Regions from separate parts of the Mus musculus genome. Here region 1 is linked to region 2. The links are chromatin contacts, called in public promoter capture Hi-C maps. All regions are on one chromosome and are shown on one strand. Each heading gives the region's core, a stretch centred on a gene start, on an enhancer-like site or on the middle of the called end of the contact. The rest is flanking DNA. Distances are from core to core; before and after follow the strand shown. Region 1 overlaps Phf3 (PHD finger protein 3). Region 2 holds the start of Rab23 (RAB23, member RAS oncogene family).

Region 1 (3,703 bases), core at 650-3,149, 2.9 Mb after region 2:
ATCCTCATACTCCGCTTTTCGGTCTTTATCTATTTAGTTGGAGCGTCTTCCTAGAAGATTTCTCAGCTGAAGCTTCTGTGTTCATACCGTGCTTTGTTGTCCATCCCTCTCTCAAGTTCTCATGCTTTGTTACCGACTTAATCTTTGTGTAAATGTGTTGCGGTAGTAGAAGACGCAAACTGGATAAAGTCATTTACAAAGAAGTTGTTTCAAGTCTGAGGGTATCTAAAATGATGACATTGTTGAATGCTAAATTGTTGCAGGCCCTCTTTTTTCTAATAAAGCTGATTTCTTGTAACCACTCTGAAGATCAGGATGAAGCATCTTCCTGGTGTGGTTGTGTATCTATATGAGACGGCAACTCCAATAATAAAATGTGAAAAGAAGAGGGTCCCCTGTGTGGACAAGAGCCTATTAGAGCATACTGAAATTGTGATATATACAATGATTATATTTGACAGCTTTACTCTTTTAGTCGAAAGTATGGTTACTGGGACCACAACCCTCCTGCATCTGCCTTCCAGATACTAGCACCGCAGTACTTGGCTTTAGTTTCATCCCCCCCCCCCCTTTTTTTTTGTGCATTTACACATGTGTGCATATAGGTATCTGCATGTTCCTGCAGCTACCTGCAGCAGTCATAGCTGTTAGATCTTCCTGGACCTGGAGTTGTAAGTGGTTGTTCGGCACCTGTTGTAACTAGGAGTTGAACTTGGGCCTCAGGAAGAGCACTGGATGATCCTTACCACTGAGCTATCTCAAACTCCCAAATTTATTTTTATACTCTGTATTCTCAACTTAGAATTTAAATAATCTTATCATACTTGCATATACTGCTTTAAACATTGATATTTAACATATTCAGAGCTCCTAGCATAATTAAAAGAGAATATTCTAAGTTACTTGTTTGGTAATTTTGTATTTATACATGTTAACATGGAATATATTAGGATTGTGAGGGCCAGTGAGATGGCTCGTGGGTAATCACTGGCAAGCCTGATTACCTGAGATCACGGAGCACACATGGTAGAGGAGAGAAACAACTCCCATCAGTGGTCCTTGACCTTTACTTGCATGCCACACATAGACATGAAGTAAATATAATAAAGATAAAAAATTTATAGGCACTGAACTTGGTGCTTGTACTCTGGCTGAGGCAGGAGGATTGCTGGAACCTAGAGGTCAGCATGGGTTTCACAATTTAAAAAACAAACAACTCGTTTTCCAAATAAAACTTCTCTCCAGTGAAAAACAGCAAAAGAATGTGGAACTTGTGTCTGTGAGTGTGGGCGAAGGGCATTTTTGAATAGAGTAGCACCTAGTCTATGATGCTCTTGTTTTAAATTTTACAATTGTTTGTTATCCTTGTGGTTGTGAGTGTGTGTGACGTGGGTGTGAGTACCACGGTGTGCAGGACGTGGTTGTGACTTGGTGTAGTCCGTTTTCTCCTAAAGCCTTTTGGTGGTTTCTGTTCATGGAACTCTGTCATGCTTGCATGTTAAATGTTTTTATATGCTGAGCTATTTCTGTCCTTACTTGCTTTTTTATGTGAAGAATTCATGAAGTGTTTTTCTGAACTTGCTTTTATGTTGGTCTAATTGACTCCATAATTATTAACGTTTTTCTGTCAAGAAGAGCAATGAGTGATAAAGATCTTTAAGTCCTTTGTTAGGTTTGAAGGACGCTGAGTAGAGCCCTGAGTAAAGATGGAGTGGTGTGGGGACTCCAGCAACTTGCAGGGGATTCTTGTCTGGGTCTTGTCCCTGCTCATTTTCTCTGTTCTGTGGTTTCATGTACCTAGTTGGGTTTGCAATTTCTTTGTAGTGGCAGGTTCTGTTTCTAAAGAAGGAAAGCCTTGTTGATGACCTGGATTTTACATTTCAAAAAGTTAGACATTCCCCACTTTCCTACTGACTCCACCAGAAACAACATCTTGCAGCCTTTGTTCTTTCCTGTGTCTGTTGCTGTTGTGGAGTTCCTCCAAAGTTCCAGCTGACTTACTGGGTTATGTGGACTCAGAATATTTGACCACAGTTTTAGTAGTGCCAGGTTCACCTGAGAGTGGAAATAACTCCATTTAACATTGTGGGTCTTGGGCTTCACAGTCTAGAGAGTAATTGTCACATCCGTAGGAAGGTAGGTTGGGAAATGTAGTCTCTGTGAGGGACATGCACCCAGTTACAAGATTGGCTGAGTGGTCTTGAGCAGTCACTGGTAGCTTCAAGCTTGCCTGCCACTTATTTGTGCTCTGCCTCTTCCCACTCCCGCGTCATTCAAGGTGAGTGAAGTACTTGGCTAATTTCTGAGTTGACCCTGCTTCACTTGTCTAAGGCTTTTATGCAGGTTCCGGTTTTCACCTCTTTCATGGATCATAAGCATTTATCTTCATTTGTTCTGACTTAGGGAGAAAGTGAATTATTGTAATGTTTAACCTTGTAGATGTGTGTCAACATTACTGCTTGCTTACTTGAGGCTTCCTTCTTTGTGGAAGTGTCAGTGTGCAGGTGTGCGTGCGTGCGTGAGTGAGTGTGTGCGTGCGTGAGTGAGTGCGTGCGTGAGTGCGTGCGTGCGTGAATAGACCAGAGGTCCATGTCAGGTATCTTCCTTGGTTACTCTCCACTTGTTTTTTAGTCAGGGTCTCATATAGTACAGGATGTCCTTAAATTTACTAAATAGCCTAGTGATACTGAATTCCTGATAGTTCTACTTCTACCCCACAGACTGTTGGAGGTTTAGACATCCACTGGTATACAGTGTTTGCTATGGATTACTAAAATATCATCTTTATGGAAGGGACTAATATGACTTACTGCTTAGATCTTTTCATAATGGAAGATGCCATTGTGTTTGTAATACCAGTCTCATTTGTAAAACATTAAGCTTGCTTTGTAAAATAAAAATGCTTAATTCATCCTTAAATGTAATAATTTCTTTAAAGCCCTTGCTGTGAATTAAAACTTGCTGTGGTATATCTTAAAAGTCATTTCCCATTCTATTAGTGCAAACAATCTTACTGTTTATAATAAAATTTTAAAATCTAGAGAGCACTGTGTTAATAATGCAGTATGGAGGCAAACATGTTCTTAGGCATCAATTTTTCTCCTTTAGGAGTCTTGGTTCTTAGTGTTTCTCCAGGACATGGTGTGGCTGGGACTGCTCCCCCAATGGTGCGGGTGTTCCTTGGAGTGAATATTGGTAACATTCATTTTGATTTAGATTTGCGGGGAAGGTAAAAGAAGTTTTTCTTCTAGGTCATTGATTGTCTAGTTACAGATACTCCCTCAGGTTAAAAAGACATTAAAGCTGCTGTGTGGGGAGCAGAGAGCTAGCTTAGCAACTAAGAACACTTGCTTGCTCATAGGAGCACCTGAGTACAGTTCCCAGCTTATAAGTGCCTGTAACTCCAGCTCCAGGCAGCTGAAGCCGGTCTTGCTTCTGAGGACACCCACACTTGCATGAACAAATACCCTCACACATACATACACAAAATTAAAAATAAATCTTTTTAAAAATGTATATAAGGGATTATATAACTGATATTTTATTTAAGGTATGATTTTAGTGTATTCTGGCTTCATGTATTATTCCCCTGAATTTTGCTAAATAATTGACATTGACTTTAAAAAATGTCGATATATATAAACATTTTTATTGTGTGTGCATGAATGCTTGCACATGCATGTGCCTGCTTGTGCCATGTTGA
Region 2 (3,828 bases), core at 418-2,917:
AGTATCAACAACAAAATAAGCCATCTCCCCAGACCTATAACAACTCAATTCATAATCATATAAAACTGAAAACTCCCCAAATGCCCTTCAGTGGGCGGATAATATAATTGGCTATGTTTAGCACATCTACCTAATTAAACAGGGAGTAGAAGGAGAAAAGGGCTATCCACACAGGAAACTGTGGAACAGATAATGTGGCTTAATTGGTACACTGTTTGTCTAGCTCCACAAGGCCCCGGACGCCATGCCTAGCAGCCCGCGGCGCACACACACACACACACACACACACACCTGGCATGACGGCACATGTCTGTCATCCCAGCACTAGGGAGGTAGAGGCAGAAGAATCCTAAGGTCATGATTATCCTTGCTACTGGAGCAAGTCTGAGGCTAGCCTGGACCACCTGAGATCTTGTCTCAAAAAGATATGAAGAGCCTGTCCCCCCAATAACCAACAGGGCCGCATCTTGAATCTCAAAGGTGTTTATATATAGTCATGGAAGACAGTTATCAACATCTCAAACTGTTACACTAAAATGGCATTCTGAAAACAGTGATTTCTAGGAATCAGGAATAAGAGGTAAGATATAAAGAGACAACATGAGGTTTTAACAGGTAGCAGGACTGGTTTCATATCCTGACCAGATATATGAATCTAAAACTCTCCAAATGGTTATTTGGGTTTTTTTTTTTACCATATGGAAGTTAAAAAATAAAATTTAAACAAAGATGTGAAAGCAGATCGTAGCGTCGGGAATTACTGTTAAGATTCTCAGAAACTAGTTACAACACTGCATCCCAGCCTTCAGGGGGAAGAGGCTCTGAGTTTGAGGCCAGCCTGTCTACACAAGTTCCAAGCCAGCCATGCCATCACAGGGAGAGCCTATCCCAAATCACACATGCTTTTAAGAAAAAAAAAATGCAAAAAATAAGTATGTTCTTTGAAAAGCACAATGCTACATATAATTAAAAACCGACAGTAATTATCAATGTCCTCTCTTCTCGGTTTCAAATCCCTTGGCAACCAATGCAGACTCTCGCGTAGGCAAAGGAAAGGATGGGTCAACTTGCTAAAGAAAGGCTTGCCGGGTTTGTTTTTTCCTACAGCAACCCGCCCGTTACAGAAGGCACTGGGATCGTCCCAGGCGGAGTCGCGCAGCCCTGTGCGTCCCGCGCCGCGCCGCACCCGCATCAAGTTCTCCCACTCTCGGGTTCCCGCTCCTGGGAAGCCACGGCGGTTGGTGAGCGAGCCGCGGCCGGGGTCGTCGGCGCGGAGCGGTCCCCACGAGGACGCGAGAGCAGAGCGCCGCCCGCAGCCGCCGTCCGCGCCCACAGCGACATCCCGGCGGCACCGCAGCCCCGAGCCGAGGCCGCGCAGGCCGCACTCACCTCTGCCCGCAGCCCGGAACCCTCAGCGCGGAGCCCGCAGCCCGGAACGCACAACCCGCAGCGCTGAGCCCGGAACGCACAGTCCGCAACACCGAGCCCGGAACGCACAGCCCGCAGCACCGAGCCCGGCTCCTCCCCGCGGACGCCTCGTACCCGCTCCGCTCTTTCAGAACGATTATGAGTCTCTAGCGAACTTTATTAGTATCCGGGTTCACCGAGCTACTCCTTGCCGACGCCGCCGGGGATGGAGGGCGCGCCGGACTCCCGCCCGCCGCGCTGAGGAGCATGCGCCACCTGGTCTGCGCATGCTCAGCACCGGCCCCGCCCTGCGCTGGCAGGGAAGGCGCGGGCTGGGTTTGCACAGCATCAGGCCTTGGTACCCAAGGAGACCAAGGTGAGCAGGATGTGCTAACCTACTGAAGGTGTGCCTTGTTTCCCTACACAGGGTCAGGTATCCGGGGGCCTCAGAAGTCTGTCACCACCTGAGACTCACGTGGTAGCACTGAAGTGTGAAAAAAAAAGTGATGAATGAAGACAAATAATTTGTTTGCAGGGTATGACTGAACAAAATAGAAGACCGTGATGGCTAACAACTCAGAAAACTAACCCACAAATTTAAAAAGGTCCTGCAAAAAAGCAAACTCGCTTCAAACGCGGCGTGGAAACACACGTGTGTGATCCTAGTACTTGGAAAGATGGTGTGGCATGAAGATCAGGATTTCAAGGCCAGCCTGAACTACAATAAACTATGTCTCAAAATACATAAACGTTGGTTGTTTCTGTATGCATCAAAATAAAACAGGGGAGGGTGATATAAAATACCAAGTGTTGAAAAGAATGTGAATTAGCTGAATTTGTGTGCTGGAGCAACTCCTTTGAACGAGAAGGAGAGTTTGTTACATTTGTGCACCCTGTGATCCACCCATTCCTTGGTCACACAGCTGATAGGAACTGTCCTTATGATATACAGGCAAACAGATGTCAGGACACCCATAGCTGCATCTGTCCTAATACTCTCCAAATGGAAATAACCCAAAAGATGTCAATGAACTAATACCTCTCCGTTGTGTAATGGAACCACTACACAGCCATGAAAAGGAGCCTCTGCAGCTGTAAGCATTAACAACACACAATGACAGAAGCTTAAGGTTAAAACAAAGTGCTGTACACAAAAGCACACACTGCATGCCAAACCCATTGTTTTCTCCTTCCTTTTTAGTTTGGGGTTTGTTTTTTTGTTTTTGTTTGGCTTGGCGTTTGGTTTTTGTTTTTCAAGGCAAAGTCTGGTTATTTATCCAAGACTGGCCAAGTGCAGCTAAGGCTGAATTTCAACTCACCACCCTGCTGTGTCAATCTCTTCAGTGCTGAAATTACAAGGCTGTGTCATCATGCCAAGCGTTCAGTTCATTTCCGTTGTTGCTCAAAACTCTTGACACTGAAAGTTCTCTGAGTGGAGCTGGAGAGATGGCTCAGTGGTTAAGAGTACTGACTCTTCTTCCAGAAGTCCTGAGTTCAATTCCCAGCAACCACGTGGTGGCTCACAACCATCTGTAATGGGATCTGAAACTCTCTTCTGGTGTGTCTGAAGACAGTGACAGTGTACTCTCACACATAAAATAAATCTTTTTTTTTTTTTTTTAAGTTCTCTGACTTAAAGGTTTTGTGCAGTCATAGCAGATGGGGGAAAAAAAGCCTGGTCCTAGGATATGACCCACAATTAGCAGCCGAGCTACACAAGAGTAGGGACCTACAAGTCAAGAGCATTTTCTAAAATTATTTTATTTATTTATTTAGTTAGTTAGTTTTTCGAGACAGGGTTTCTCTGTGTAGCCCTAGGTATCCTGGAACTCACTCTGTAGACCAGGCTGGCCTCGAACTCAGAAATCTGCCTGCCTCTGCCTCCCAAGTGCTGGGATTAAAGGCGTGCACCACCACTGCCCGACTGTCAAGAGCATTTTAAAATGAAAATTTGAAAACCTACATTAGCCATAGCTAAGAGGGTCTATATGAACCACTTGTTGCTTCAAGCACATCTTTTTTTTTTTTTTTTTTTTTTTAAAGATTTATTTATTATTTTATGTAAATACACTGTAGCTGTCTTCACACACTCCAGAAGAGGGAGTCAGATCTCATTACGGATGGTTGTGAGCCACCATGTGGTTGCTGGGATTTGAACTCTGGACCTTTGGAAGAGCAGTCGGGTGCTCTTACCCACTGAGCCATCTCACCAGCCCTTCAAGCACATCTTAATCAGAATTGTGGGCATTAGAGTGCTAGGGTCTTGAGTCATGGTTTCAGATTTCCTTCAGGAATGTGGAAGAGCCTTGGCTTGGGCTCATAGCAGTTAGCTAGCTGTTAAGTTCCCTCTGGGCCATGTGCCCAGACTGGACCCCTTCATCCTCTGGTCCTATAGGACATCCTGGAATTTTTCACTATAGA

Evidence for each region. Promoter capture Hi-C pulls out the DNA fragments that hold promoters and counts their contacts.
Region 1: a contact with region 2 is called in a promoter capture Hi-C map of pre-B cells, with 9 times the contacts expected there. The contact joins the enhancer-like site here to the promoter of Rab23 in region 2. A contact is called at or near these places in 5 of 39 promoter capture datasets (cranial neural crest, liver, pre-B cells and 2 more) and 1 of 115 datasets of contacts at active chromatin or transcription factors (large pre-B cells).

The regions. Positions count from the first base shown.
Region 1 is chr1:30,846,072-30,849,774 of GRCm38.p6, reverse strand. All of the region lies in intron 1 of Phf3 (PHD finger protein 3), which reads left to right. Among named protein-coding and RNA genes, the nearest start is that of Phf3, 15 kb to the left of the region's middle. Within about 2 kb of position 1,899, at least 12 of the 459 cell types and tissues checked have an H3K27ac peak or open chromatin away from gene starts, as enhancers often do.
Region 2 is chr1:33,717,735-33,721,562 of GRCm38.p6, reverse strand. It overlaps Rab23 (RAB23, member RAS oncogene family), which reads right to left and starts at 1,667. Exons shown (of 8, transcript NM_008999.4): 1 at 1,390-1,667. It overlaps Gm32229 (predicted gene, 32229), which reads left to right and starts at 1,717. Exons shown (of 4, transcript NR_157041.1): 1 at 1,717-1,783.